3 separate regions of the Mus musculus genome follow, and all the other regions are linked to region 2. A link is a contact called in public Hi-C data. All regions are on one chromosome and are shown on one strand. Each heading gives the region's core, a stretch centred on a gene start, on an enhancer-like site or on the middle of the called end of the contact. The rest is flanking DNA. Distances are from core to core; before and after follow the strand shown. Region 1 has its middle 440 kb from the start of Rps6ka3. Region 2 has its middle 330 kb from the start of Cnksr2. Region 3 holds the start of Cnksr2 (connector enhancer of kinase suppressor of Ras 2).

Region 1 (4,240 bases), core at 1,088-3,587, 440 kb after region 2:
TTCCCTTCCCACAACCAAGAGAGTTTGTTTGTTTGTTTGTTTGTTTGTTTCTAGTATCTAACCCTATCTATATATCTTAAGATTCAGCAAGGATCACTAGCTCATGAGATAACAAATTTGAACTTGAATACTAAAATAAAAATGCTCAAACTATTATGAAAACATATCTTAACAGTAATAGAGATGGGCAGGGATCAAAAAAAAAAGGATATTGAACTTTGGGACATAGATATACTCTTTGACCTAAGGCAATCTTAAGTAGTATCATCAAAGACGAAGGAGATAAACCCCATTCTCCGTCATACTTCTAATGAGTTCTGTTCCAGACACCATGCTGCCTTCTGAGAAATAGGAAAATAAAAAAGACTCATGTGACTGAGAGATGAGAATGGGACTAGAAAGATAAAAAAGGGCAATGGTGAAATTGAATGGAAACAAGTGCTTATGACATGTTACAGTTGTGGGCCCCATGGCCAGCTCTGAGCCATATACTTCTCTTGACTTCGCCAGGATATTTAGCAGGTAGATGCCTAAGGCCATTTTGCTACTAGAAATATAGGGTTTACTAGGTTGTTTGCAGAGACTTTTAAAATATGTGTGCTAAAGCATCAATAGCTGAAATCAAAAGAGGCATCTCAAGGGAAGGGATGAGTGATCAAAACTAAGAGATGAAAAATAGACACAGCCTTATTTGTCACCATTGTTAATTACAGTTGAATACCATTTTACCTTGAAAGGATGCTACCTCTAGGAGGCTTTGACAGGTATGATTAATCTGTATCTTTCAGGATCCCAGTGTTAAATACCTGAACAAGACCCCAGAGGAAGCCACTAGTTCAGCACTAACTCTAGAGGCACTGTCAACCTGAATATTGCTGTGGGGAAAAGGTCATTCTAGAGTAGTCGTTCTCAACCTCCCTAATGCCTGTGACCCTTTATTACAGTTCCCCCATGTTGTGGTGACCCCCCAAAACATAAAATTATTTCATTGCTACTCATAACTGTAATTTTGCTATGTTTATGAATGGCTATGTAAATAACTGATATGCAGAATATCTGAAATGTAAATCTCAAAAGGGTCACAGCCCACAGACTGAGAACCACTGTTCTAGTTCAAGATTTTGGTCTTTCTTCCTCTTTTTTAGACCAATCATATAAAATCTCAGAGAAGATGCACAAGAGAGCTGGTAGGTTCACTACTATCTGCCCAAGAAGCTAAAGTTTTACCAAATTCTTTCCAAAATGTAGTGCATACACTATACACATTCATAGAAAATGGTAGTTCTCAAACTTAACTTGTTGTTCATGACTCATAGTCCAAACTTCTAGCATCAAAGGCATTGACACCCTGGCCACACAAAGTGTAGCCTGTACCAGCAGCAGCAGCAGCATCTAGGAGCTTGGTAGAAATGCACAGTGAGTCTTGTGCTTTAGCCCAGACCTGCTGAACCAGAATATGATTTGAACACAAAACCCAAGTAATAGTAGTGCCCTTCCAGGTTTGAGAAGGCTGCTCCAGATCCTCTCTCAAGGAGGTCACTCTCGTCAAATTCTATTCTTAGTAGGAAGCAAGTTGAGAAGGGAAAATTCAACAGGGTTGCAAACACTAACCCTGAAAATGTGAAGTGTTTTAAAATATTGAAAACAGTCAGCCAACCAACAGCTCATAGGCTAATAAAACCTGTTCTAAGGTCCAGTGGTAGTTGATAAAAGAAAGAAATTTAAACAATGAACTTGAATATTAGACACAGGCAGCCACAGAACAAATCCTTTCCCTTCATGCTTTCAGTCTCTGTAAAATAACACATGGCTCTTTTGGCAGAATTGGCTTCCAGATTCGCAGTGGGAATTAGACAAGAACAACTTCTTTTCCTTCACAATGCAGTGATAGGCGCTAAAGCAAACAGGAGGGAGCACTTCTGAGGTCATAAGGAAGCAAAACAACCCACAGAAGGGATGCCAAAATCCGAATGCCAGAGAGAACATAAGGGCACAGTATTACTGGAAGGGAGAGGGGTAATATGCTTCCAAGTACCTGGTATTGGAGAGGAACATGGCAATAAGACATTATTTAAATTTAGTTTTAATTGACAAAGAATAATTGTACATATTTACTGCATAGACTACAATGTTTTGGACTAGGTGTACATTGTGGCTTAATCAAACAGATTAATAAACCTATCACTTCATATTCTTATTGATTTTTGGTGAGAATATTTAAAAATCAACTCTGCTATTTTCAAATATATAATATAGCGACTATTAACTATAGTTGTGTACAGTTCTTGAGCTTTTATCTAATTGAAATTGTGTACTTCAATAGGTGTCCGCTCGGCCCAGGAGAGCTTTGCCTCAACATCAGCGGGAGACATCTTGGATCTGGTACTCTGCCGAAAGTAGTCTGCACAGGTGAGAGTGTGGACTACAGAAGTTAACAGCTTCAGGGACAGGCAGGAGCCACAGAGCATCTGAGGCAGCCCCCTTTTCTGGCTGAAGACATCCCAGCACCTTCCCAGCCAGGGGATAGGTGTCCACCCGGCCTGGAAGGACTTTGCAGGAGCACCTAGGGGAGACATCTTGGTTCCCGGATCCCTCCAAGACTACTCTGTGCAGGTGAAAGTGTGGACTACAGAAGCTAACAGCTTCTGGGACAGGCCAAAGCAACACAGCTTCTGGGACAGGTCCTGTTTTGGGGCTTCATCTTCGGCCAGGAGGGAGGTCTGAAATCCAGATATCTGTGCACCTTCCCTGTAAGAGGAGAGCTTGCCTGCAGAAAGTGCTCTGACCACTGAAACTCAGAGAAGAGATCTAGTCTCCGAGGTCTGCTGATAGAGGCTAACAGAATCACAAGAGGAACAATCTCTAACCAGAGACAACTATAACAACTAACTCCAGAAATAACAAGATGACTAAAGGTAAACGTAATAATCTTACTATCTTACTAACAGAAACCAAGACCACTCACCATCATCAGAACCCAGCACTCCCACCTCGCCCAGTCCAGGGCACCCCAACACACCAGAAAAGCTAGACATGGATTTAAAAGCATATCTCATGATGATGGTAGAGGACATCAAGAAGGGCTTTAATAACACACTTAAAGAAATACAGGAGAACACTGATAAACAGGTAGAAGACATTAAAGAGGAAGCACAAAAATCCCTTAAAGAATTGCAGGAAAACACAACCAAACAGTTGATGGAATTGAATAAAACCATCCAAGACCTAAAAAGGGAAGTAGACACACACAAAAAAATGAGGAAATTCTGGAGATAGAAACCCTAGGAAAGAAATCTGGAACCATAGATCTGAGCATCAGCAACAGAATACAAGAGATGTAAGAGAGAATCTCAGGTGCAGAAGATTCCATAGAGAACATTGGCACAACAATAAAAAAAAATGTGAAATGCAAAAAGATCCTAACTCAAAACATCCAGGAAATCCAGGACACAATGAGAAGACCAAACCTATGGATAATAGGAGTAGATGAGAATGAAGATTTTCAACTTAAAGGGCCAGCAAATATCTTCAACAAAATTATAGAAGAAAATTTCCCAAACCCAAAGAAAGAGATGCCCATGAACATACAAGAAGCCTACAGAACTCCAAATAGACTGGACCAGAAAAGAAATTCCTCCTGACACATAATAATCAGAAAAACAAATGTACTAAATAAAGATAGAATATTAAAAGCAGTAAAGGAAAAAGGTCAAGTAACATATAAAGGCAGGCCTATTAGAATTCCATCAGACTTTTCACCAGAGACTATAAAAGCCAGAAGATCCTGGACAGATGCTATACAGACACTAAGAGAAGACACAAGCCAGCCCAGGATACTATACCAGGCCAAACTTTCAATTACCATAGATGGAGAAAACAAAGTATTCCATGACAAAACCAAATTCACACAATATCTTTCCATGAATCCAGCCCTTCAAAGGATAATAAGAGAAAAAAAAATACAAGGATGGAAACTACACCCTAGAAAAAAGCAAGAAAGTAATCCCTCAACAAACCTAAAAGAAGACAGCCATGAGAATAGAATGCCAATACTAACAACAAAAATAATAGGAAGCAACAATTACTTTTCCTTAATATCTCTTAATATCAATGGATTCAATTCCCCAATAAAAAGACATAGACTAACAGACTGGCTATACAAAAAGGACCCAACATTTTACTGCTTACAGGAAACACATCTCAGGGAAAAAGACAGACACTACCTCAAAGTGAAAAGCTG
Region 2 (4,340 bases), core at 57-2,556:
GGGCAATAACCAGATATTTTTTTCTGCTCTTTTTATTCTGCTTGAGTACCCTTTGTAAAAATTACAGAATAAGGGATTCAAGAAAGGACACATTTGGAATATGAATTGCTCGATACCTATACATTTCTGACATAGGAGTTTGTTATATCAAAAAATGAATTATTATTCATATTTAACTATATTCTCTGGCAGCATTAGCATGTGGCACATCATTGGTGAAGCTTGATGACAACCTTTAAGGGAGCCATTGGAAGCCATTTTTCAATGACAGCACAATAAAGGGGTAGAATCATGAGTCATGTCATAACCACCATGAGACAAAAGGCTTTGGGAATCTGCAGTTAGTAAGATCAGTATTATTTTAATTCAAATGATGAAGAGTCATTGAATTATGAGCATAATTCAATGATATTTATTAAACTTTTTTAGTCAAAGGTATGAAATTACCCAGGAATGGCACATTTGACACTAAAGAACATGTAAAGGCCTTTATACTTACCTTGAAATAGATGGTGCCAAGATATTACAAAAAGCTTATGGTGTTTTGCTTATGCAACAAATTATAATTTCTAGGCATCAATCTCTAGGGATGTTCTTCAGGAGCCTCCCCCTTCGGTTTTGAAATGAGGACTCACTGGCTCAGAGCTAGTTAAGCTGGGCTGGGTGGCCAGCAAGCTAAGGGATCCATCTGTCTCCAACTTCAACAGGAAACTGGCATATGTGTGTGTGTGTGTGTGTGCGTGTGTGTGTGTGTGTGTGTGTGTGTGTCTGTGTGTGTCTGTGTGTCTGTGTGTGTGTCTGTGTTCTTCAGATTTAACTAAATCCTTTCTGCTTCTTTTGGTAGTGCTTTATCAATTGAACTATCTTTCCAGCCCCTTATCTAACATTTCTAAACAAACTATTTACATATTTAGATTAAATAAATAATCTGACCTGCTCCTAGAGGCATTACAGGTATGGCTACCATGTCATATGTACATAAGTAGGTGACAAAGAGGAGAAAGGCTATGTCTATGCTTAGTGTTATGAACTCTGAACAGCTGAATGATCTATGAACATTTGAATGATTACTAGCCTAACATTCCTTGAAAAAAGCATGCCTGATACAATCATGAGTCCTGTGCCAGGGACCTCAGATGAGGAGCTCGCTTGAGATGACCATCAGTTTGGCATCAAGCAGGCCCTGCCAACTCCGAGGACCAAGAGCAAGCAAGAGACTAGAAGAACCACTTCTAGGGACTGACAGCACCCCCCTCAAAGTGGGAGTAATCCCAAAATAGACAACCCTTGCTTACATGGGGCCATGCCAGCAGGCCAGGCAAGGAGCAAACCAGATGGCCACTATACCTGAACCATGGGGTGTGGACAGGGAGTTTAGTCAGATTCCATGCAGGCTGGGGGTGTGAAGACCATGCCAGAAATGACCCCTGCCTGATTCCATAATGCATGAGCAGGGACTAGCACTCCTGAGACCACTTCTGAGATGACCCCAGACACTCAGAGACTGAAGGCACCACTAACAGGAGCAAGTAATTGGTGGAGAAATGGAAGAGAAAGAGAAACAGAAGGATGTGGACTCAATGAAGAGGCAAAACTGCAGACTCAAAGGTAGTGAGGAACAGTCTGATGTGAGTAGCTGGTGATGCCACCTGGGACCATGGTGAAGTCCTGGCCTTTGATGCCACCTGGAGCCATTCATAGGGTCCTTGGCCTTGCAGCAGCTGGGGACTGTTACCACCAAAGGCCAGGCAAACTTCCTGGTCTGGGCTGCTGTCTGGGGACATATTCATGTCTGAGGGCTCTGCTGAACTGGCCCCAACCCTCACTTGGGAATCATGGGAGTCCTGGCCTGGGAGCAGGGGAACAGGAGAGGTGACCCCTCCCATAGACAACTACAGTACTTAGGAAAGCTTGTCCTGTGTATTGCAGGAGTTTTGGATGAATCAGATGGAGGCTACTAGTGTGGGAGAACTGGCCCTACCACTCATCTTTCATATGGTGGCATGGACAAGGGAGTGATTCCTTCCATCCCACCCCAACCCCTTGCTTCTCACCGCTGGCAGGTGGGAGACCTGGCTCCAGGGCTGTGAGAGCAAGAGAGATGACCCTGCTCCTTTCCAGCTGTAGCACTCAGGAATGTTGACCCCACACCACCCCTGGGCAGCACAGTAGAGCTGACCTGGTGGCAGAGGCTTGACCAAGCTGGCTCCAATGGCGTAAGAGTGAAAGAATTTGACTAAGTTGGCACCAAGGGCAGGAGAGTGGATGAGTTTGCCTTGCCACTTGTCTTCTGTGTAGTGACATGGAAGAGAGAGAGAGAGAGAGAGAGAGAGAGAGAGAGAGAGAGAGAGAGAGAGAGAGAGAGATGACCCTCCTCCCCTCTCTCATCCCTTGCCATTTATGTCATGCAGAAGAGCCCTGAAGTCTTGAGAGTGGGAGATCTGGTCATGTCCCTTACTGGCTGCAACACTTTGGAGAACGGGCCCTGCACCTCACCTGGGCAGAAGGATAGAGCCGGCCCTGGTAGCAGGGGTTGTTGCTGAGCCAGCCCCAAGGGCATGGAAGCTGGAGAACCAGAGCGCTGACTAGTTCAGATACTTCTCATGACCAAATCCAGGGTTTTGAACTAGCCTGTTCCAACATCTATCCCAACAATGAACTGCTGGGGTCAGTCCTACAGATCCAAAACTACAGAATCTCCACGACACAGGATGACAATAGGATATCCAAGAGGAGTCCCAGTGAGGATCCAATATCAATAGAGTAGCAGAAGCCAGAGGCCTCTCATACCAGACCAATTAGCAAATGAACATTTGCAAGCAAAGAAGTGTGGACAAAAGGGTATTGTGTGGGACATACTGTGCCATACTATAGCTTCCACAAAGAGATTTTTTTCCTGTGTTTTGAGGATGTTGTAAAGGTAGAGGGCAGGTACAAGGGGAGGAGGAGATGAGTGGGACTGGGGTGCATGATGTGAAATTCAGAAAAAACCAGCAAAAAGACTTTTAAAAAAATCTGTCTAGAATCCTGGAAAAAAATATTTGCTCAGAGCTGGCATATATGTTAGTGAGGAGCCTCTAACTCTGTATGTGATGTGGCATTTGTTCTTCCAACTGCATTGCATGAGACTATATTGGATTTTTCAGTCCCTATATCTGTCAAATGCCAAATAAGCTCAGAACACTGGCTTCGACTGTCTTAAAGTGGAAAATGCTATGACTCATAGCATAAATTGTACAGTTTGGGATATAGTCAGTTCTCTTGCATATTGTAGGCTAGGAACATCTTCTTCACCTACCTGCTTCTATATGACTTATTAAAGCAGCCCAATTTATCGAAAGGCTTTTTAAAAACCTACTAAGGTCTATTTATATCTGACCTTTAAAAATCAAAGCACCTTTACAAGATGCTATGTGTATCAACCATTAACACAAATTGTCTTTTGGAAACAAGCTGATAGAGTGCAATATATAGTAATTTCTATAAAATAAAACCATTGATCACTGTCTAACAATACAATCAAGCTAAATGTAACCATAGATTAAATGTTAAACTTATTATATTTACTTGTTAGACTATTATGCAACATTTTTAAAGTGGGAGAAGTTGTGCTGTGTGACTTCTGAAGATAGATCATAACATGCTATACAGACCTCACTTGTAGGGGACATCTATACTTGGAAATTCAGTTATCACATTTTGGGGAAGTCCAGGCCACCAGAAAAAGTCACAAGTGATGTTTCTGCTAACAGCCTAAACTGAAATCTCAGCCAAAACCCAGCATGGATCAGGACCCGTGTGAGTGAGCAAGCCATCAGATGATTCCAGCCTCCAGCCATTGAAGTGCCCCAGTTAGTGCTGAGAGGAACAGAGTCCAGCTGTCCCTGACAATTGCTGCCAAAACTGCAGATTGTTAAACAAAATTAATCTTCTTGCTTTAAGTCGCTACATTTTGGGGTGACTTGTTATGAACCATTAGATTAACCGAAGGAGACCATATAAAAAAAGGAAAATAGAGCTTAGGATATCAAAAGTGAAACGTTAAGAATTAATATGTAATAATGTCTATCTAAATAATTCTGTGAATAGTTCAGAGACAAAAAAGAAAACATCTAAATGCTTATGAAGTTTGTGTAACTGTGATAATATCTTCATATACTTTTTCTCATTAGTTTCCCAAATTTTCACATACATGTATGGAATAAAAAGCAGTTGTTATTTTTTAATCAAGTTCAATTTTTTTATTTAGTGCTATTATTTAAGAAACCATTAAAACAATGAACCTTCTTGCTGTGGGCTGACTCAGTCTCTCATTATGTACCAAAACATTCTCAGAAGCT
Region 3 (4,505 bases), core at 209-2,708, 330 kb before region 2:
TTTGCCTGCTCGGGTACGACCTCAAGCAAAACTCTCATATTTTCCAAGCATGTCCAAGAATCTTTTATTTCAATGTAAGCATCCCCTTTGCAGAGTTCAGTCTGGGGATGACTGGAGAGGTCCCCAACAAGCCCCTCAACTCAGACAACAGAGGGAGATAGTGAGACAGGAAAGCCAGGAGACTAGAGAAAAAGCCCACATTTGCGTCTAGGAGGAGGGCTAAGGTTTGAAACTGGTCATTAGAAATTGTCGGGTGTGTGTGTGGGGGAGCCTTCAATATGGAAGAAAGGAGAATACTTGAATGCGCATCACTTTAAACCCAATGTTGGACCCTTAACAAGAAGCCGCGAGAGGTTTAAAGCCACCGCAGACCTCAACCTAGGAAAGCAAAGGACATGCTGGGGTGCACAGGAGGGATCCCACATATATTAGCTTGGATGCTGCCCTAAGGGAAGCATGTTACCCTAAAGTAGCTCGCTCCCTTCCCGATCATCCTCAGCCCAGCATGGAGGAGGGGGTTCCCACCTTCCAACTGGAGCGACTGCATCCTGACCCCATTATGCGGGCTTAAAAGTTGCCAGGAGAGTTGGCGCTGGGGAAGGCACTTGGCAGGGCGAGACCTAGAAGGGGCCTCGGGTTTCCAGGAACAAAGGGGCTGGTGAAGGGGCAGCCACGAGAATAGGTCCCACGGGCTCCTCCCTTAGCCTGGAAACAGGGTCGCCGCGTCCTCTCAACCCGAAGGCGTCGAGGGAAGCGGGAAGCGGGGAAGCTGCGCGGGGATTCCACCGCCCTGCTTCCAGCTTCAACCAGGTGGCGCCCGCCGCCCTCTTGCTCCCCGCGCCCCTCCAGCTGAAGACAAAAGAAGTCTAGGGTCCCCGGGCCCCTGCCAGAGCCAGAGGACCCCTGTCCATCCCCAGGGAGGACCCTCAGCAGTTGGTTGGAAGCTCCCAGGACGTGTTATGCCCTAGCGGGCACCCCTCCCTCGTACCGGGACCCTGCGCCCCAGTGTCGCCTCGCTCTCCCCACAGAGGGCATTACCTTTCATCCAGTCCACTACTTGACTCGGAGACCATTTGCTCACCGGTTCCATTATCAGAGCCATGGGCGGCGGGGTCGGTGCCGCGTGGGACGCGGAGCTCGGACAGAAAGCCAAGTCCGCAGCCCGCTGCGCCCTCAGGTGGGGTCGGTGGCCGGCCGCAGCCTCCCGCGGTGGGCGGCGCGGAGAGGGTGGCTTTTGTGTTTCGGTCCCAAGGCTGGAGCGTCGGAGGTGGCTGCGGTGGGAGCGGCGACGGCCGGCCAGCTGGCCGGGGTAAGACGCCGGGGTCGGCTAGGTCCCAGCCCAGGCGGCAGCCGCAGCTGCGGCGTCCGCGGCTCAGCCCGGGGTGAGCGTCCCGAGGGGCTTCAGTGCATGGCTCGAGCCGCCGAGGTCGCGGCGGGGAAAGGAAGAGGCGCCGGCGCACGGTCGCAGCCAACTTGCCCGCTCGCTCGCCTGGCGCGCGGGAGTGGAGCCCCCGGCACGACGAGCCGCCCGGCGGAAATGACGAGGGGCCTCCTGCCACCCAAAATATCTCTCCGCAGCCCTCGGGTGCGGGGCGCGCGCTCCACGAGCCCCCCGCCCCGCTCGCCGCCGCGCGGTCCCGCCCCCAGGGCCGGCAGCCGGTGCGCGCGAGCCCTGTGCGCGTGCGTGGGCCAGCGCGCGTGGCCGCCGCCCGACTTCTAGCAGACTCGCGGGCCAGGTGTGGGCTGCTCGCGCTCCCGCCTTCCCGCCCCGGGGGTCGCACTCGGCCGGAGCCGCGCCGGGAGGGCGTGTGCGGCAGCGCCTGGAGCCCCGGAGCCAGCCGCTGCAGCTGGAGGCTCGCCCAGCCCCGGGGTCAGTTAGGCAGTCAGGTGCGGCGGCGGCAGGAGAGTGGCTCCCAGTGGCCTTCCAGGAGAGTCAGCGAGACGGGTCGCCCCACCAGTTGAACGGACAACCCGGGGTGGCGGAGGAGGGTACTATAGCACCCCTGTCCCAAGCTCTCCTCGCCACCAGGGGGGAGGGGACGCCGCAGAACTGCTGGGGTGACAATGGGAGTCCTGACTGTTCTCTCTGTCGCCCTCGCGGCTGCTGAGTTGGCTCCCGAGGTGACTCCTCCGGACCCTGCGGAGAACACGGGATGTGGGCTTCCGCAGATGGGAGTCAGGATCTAGCCAGAGACGCCCATAGGAGACTAGATGGCTCGTGCTGTCGGATCTACCCTGGGTGATAAAAGGAACCCGGGAAGTCAGAGATGTCAACTGCAAGAGGCTCCAGCCTCCAGAACCCACACGTGCCTCTTCCCAGGCTCTGCTTCAGTTGTCGGCCACCTCCTTCAACACAAGGTCCCCGACATCTATTTTACATGATGTCATTTTGTGTTCAGTCGTTCTTATATAAGAACGGAAGAGTAATAACAGGACTTAAAGTTAGTGACAAATTGCAAACATAATGTTTCACATATTGTTTGCTTCAAAAAACCTATGCATGCTTCTATGCAACGTTTAGAAATACACATTTTGCCTAAATGAGGCTTCACTTTCAATGACAATTCTAGAGCGTCTAGTAGCAAGCTCTACCACCATTATAGCTGGTTTGTTTTTTTTCCCCCCTCGGTATAATTCTTAAACAGTCACATTGAGTAAACAAGCAACTTCTTTTATTTCTATAATCATTTCAATAATGTCAATAAATCATGTCAGTTCCTTCGGTACCCATTTTGTCTAACTCAAGTTTATAAGATACAGAACACCACTTTCTTCAGTTGGCATGGCTTGGCAAGTTCTCCCCCAACACAGGAGAAGGCAAAACAGGAGTAGATAACACACTGATGTTTTTATGCTAGTGCTACAAACAAATACCATTTAAGAAGCTTGTGTTCAGACTTGTTTACTAATAACCCAAACTCCAAAATATACAAATAAAATTTTAAAAAGAAATTTACTGGGGACTGGAGAGGTGGCTCAGCGGTTAAGAGCACTGACTGCTCTTTGAGAGGACCTGAGTTCAATTCCCAGCTTCCATATAGCAGCTCACGACTATCTGTAACTCCAGTTCCAGGGGTTCTGATACTCTCACACAGTCATACATGCAGGTAAAATAAATGAAACAAATCTTTTTTAAAAAGAAATTTAGATTACAAATTTAGAAATTTAGATTATAAAACAAGTAATGGTATTAAAATATTACTAGTAATAACACACATTTTATTAAGCAAAGTGCTAATCACTTTGTTTTATTCTAGCCTCAAACTAGCTCGACTGTTAGCTACATCTTACAGCTGAGACTTTAGCCATTACATCCTATTCCCTAGATCTATTACACATAGTTACATAAATTACACATGTTAAATAAATTAGTATGTATGATTGTAACAGCAAGTTCATTTCAGAATTTCAACTTGGAAAACAAGCCAAAAGGTTTGTATCAGTGTCATTAAATGGACAGTTGTTGTGAATGGGAGGTCCGTTGAAGATCTCCTGGATGGACATCATCAAATTGTTAACCAAAAAGAAGTCTGAGACACACCATGAATTTCTCTGATCCCTATCTAACCAGAAATGGTGAGAATATAGGACATGACCAAATATGGCTGCAACAGCAAGATGCGGGCCTGGCCTTCTATGACAAGCAACTATACTGTAAATCATAATGCAAGCAAGTGAAAATTAAAGTATCACTTGTCTGATGAGCTGGATATCAAGACAAATGTCTCAGGCCAGGGTGTAGTCATATAGACAGATGATAGATAGATAGATAGATAGATAGATAGATAGATAGACAGACAGACAGACAGACAGACAGATAGATAGATAGATAGATAGATAGATAGATAGATAGGGTGTGTAGGGAAGATGGAGAGAGAATATAGATAAGGAAAGATAAATTAATTAAAATTATGTGACAAGACCACTGTAAAAGAAAATGAGAAAGTAATATTATAGAGAAATAAAAGAGAATTTTGAGGAAGACCCTATATTAGATTGAGGGAGTACATAGTCCCCTCCAATTTGTGTTACAGTTAGGCTTTTTTTGTTTTGTTTTGTTTTGTCCAATCATGTAAAATGACTAAAACTAAATATAAATCTAAGAATGAACCAAACTGTGAGTATAGATTCCTATTGTTTAACAGAGTGTACCATGGCCTTAAGCATTTTTCTTAAATTCTCCTCACTTAGGATCACCAATAAAATATAGCATTTGACTTTGACAATCTAATCAGCAGAAATTGTTTCAATCTCTTCAAAACATAACAGGCTCTTCACTTTCTGCATCCTTGACTTGGGCAGGGGAGAGAAAAGAAAGGATTAAGTCATCACTGCTCTTATTCTTTTATTCTTTAACTACAGATGACTCAGCTGAATCTTTGTGGTATTTTTCTTTCCCCAACTGTTTAAATAAGCTACCATTCATGTAGTCTGCCTCTTATTCAGAATTTAACATCTTGCCCCATTTTTTGTAAGTATAGTATAATGTTACTCTATAAAAGCCT

What was found. A called contact is a pair of places that touch in the nucleus more often than the background predicts.
Region 1: a Hi-C map of cerebellar granule neurons shows a contact between it and region 2, with 2.3 times the contacts expected there. The contact joins two enhancer-like sites. A contact is called at or near these places in 4 of 484 Hi-C or Micro-C datasets (cerebellar granule neurons and cerebellum).
Region 3: a Hi-C map of cerebellar granule neurons shows a contact between it and region 2, with 2.2 times the contacts expected there. The contact joins the promoter of Cnksr2 here to the enhancer-like site in region 2. A contact is called at or near these places in 5 of 39 promoter capture datasets (the C10 cell line, frontonasal cranial neural crest, hippocampal neurons and 1 more), 8 of 484 Hi-C or Micro-C datasets (brain, cerebellar granule neurons, cerebellum and 2 more) and 1 of 115 datasets of contacts at active chromatin or transcription factors (embryonic forebrain).

The regions. Positions count from the first base shown.
Region 1 is chrX:158,812,129-158,816,368 of GRCm38.p6, forward strand. No RefSeq gene overlaps it. Among named protein-coding and RNA genes, the nearest start is that of Rps6ka3, 440 kb to the right of the region's middle. Within about 2 kb of position 2,338, at least 1 of the 459 cell types and tissues checked has an H3K27ac peak or open chromatin away from gene starts, as enhancers often do. A contact at or near this core is called in cerebellar granule neurons, where this site is marked.
Region 2 is chrX:158,372,150-158,376,489 of GRCm38.p6, forward strand. It overlaps the pseudogene Gm22522. Among named protein-coding and RNA genes, the nearest start is that of Cnksr2, 330 kb to the left of the region's middle. Within about 2 kb of position 1,307, at least 2 of the 459 cell types and tissues checked have an H3K27ac peak or open chromatin away from gene starts, as enhancers often do. A contact at or near this core is called in cerebellar granule neurons, where this site is marked.
Region 3 is chrX:158,041,739-158,046,243 of GRCm38.p6, forward strand. Cnksr2 (connector enhancer of kinase suppressor of Ras 2) reads right to left here and starts at 1,459. Exons shown (of 22, transcript NM_177751.3): 1 at 1,039-1,459. The coding sequence starts at 1,102.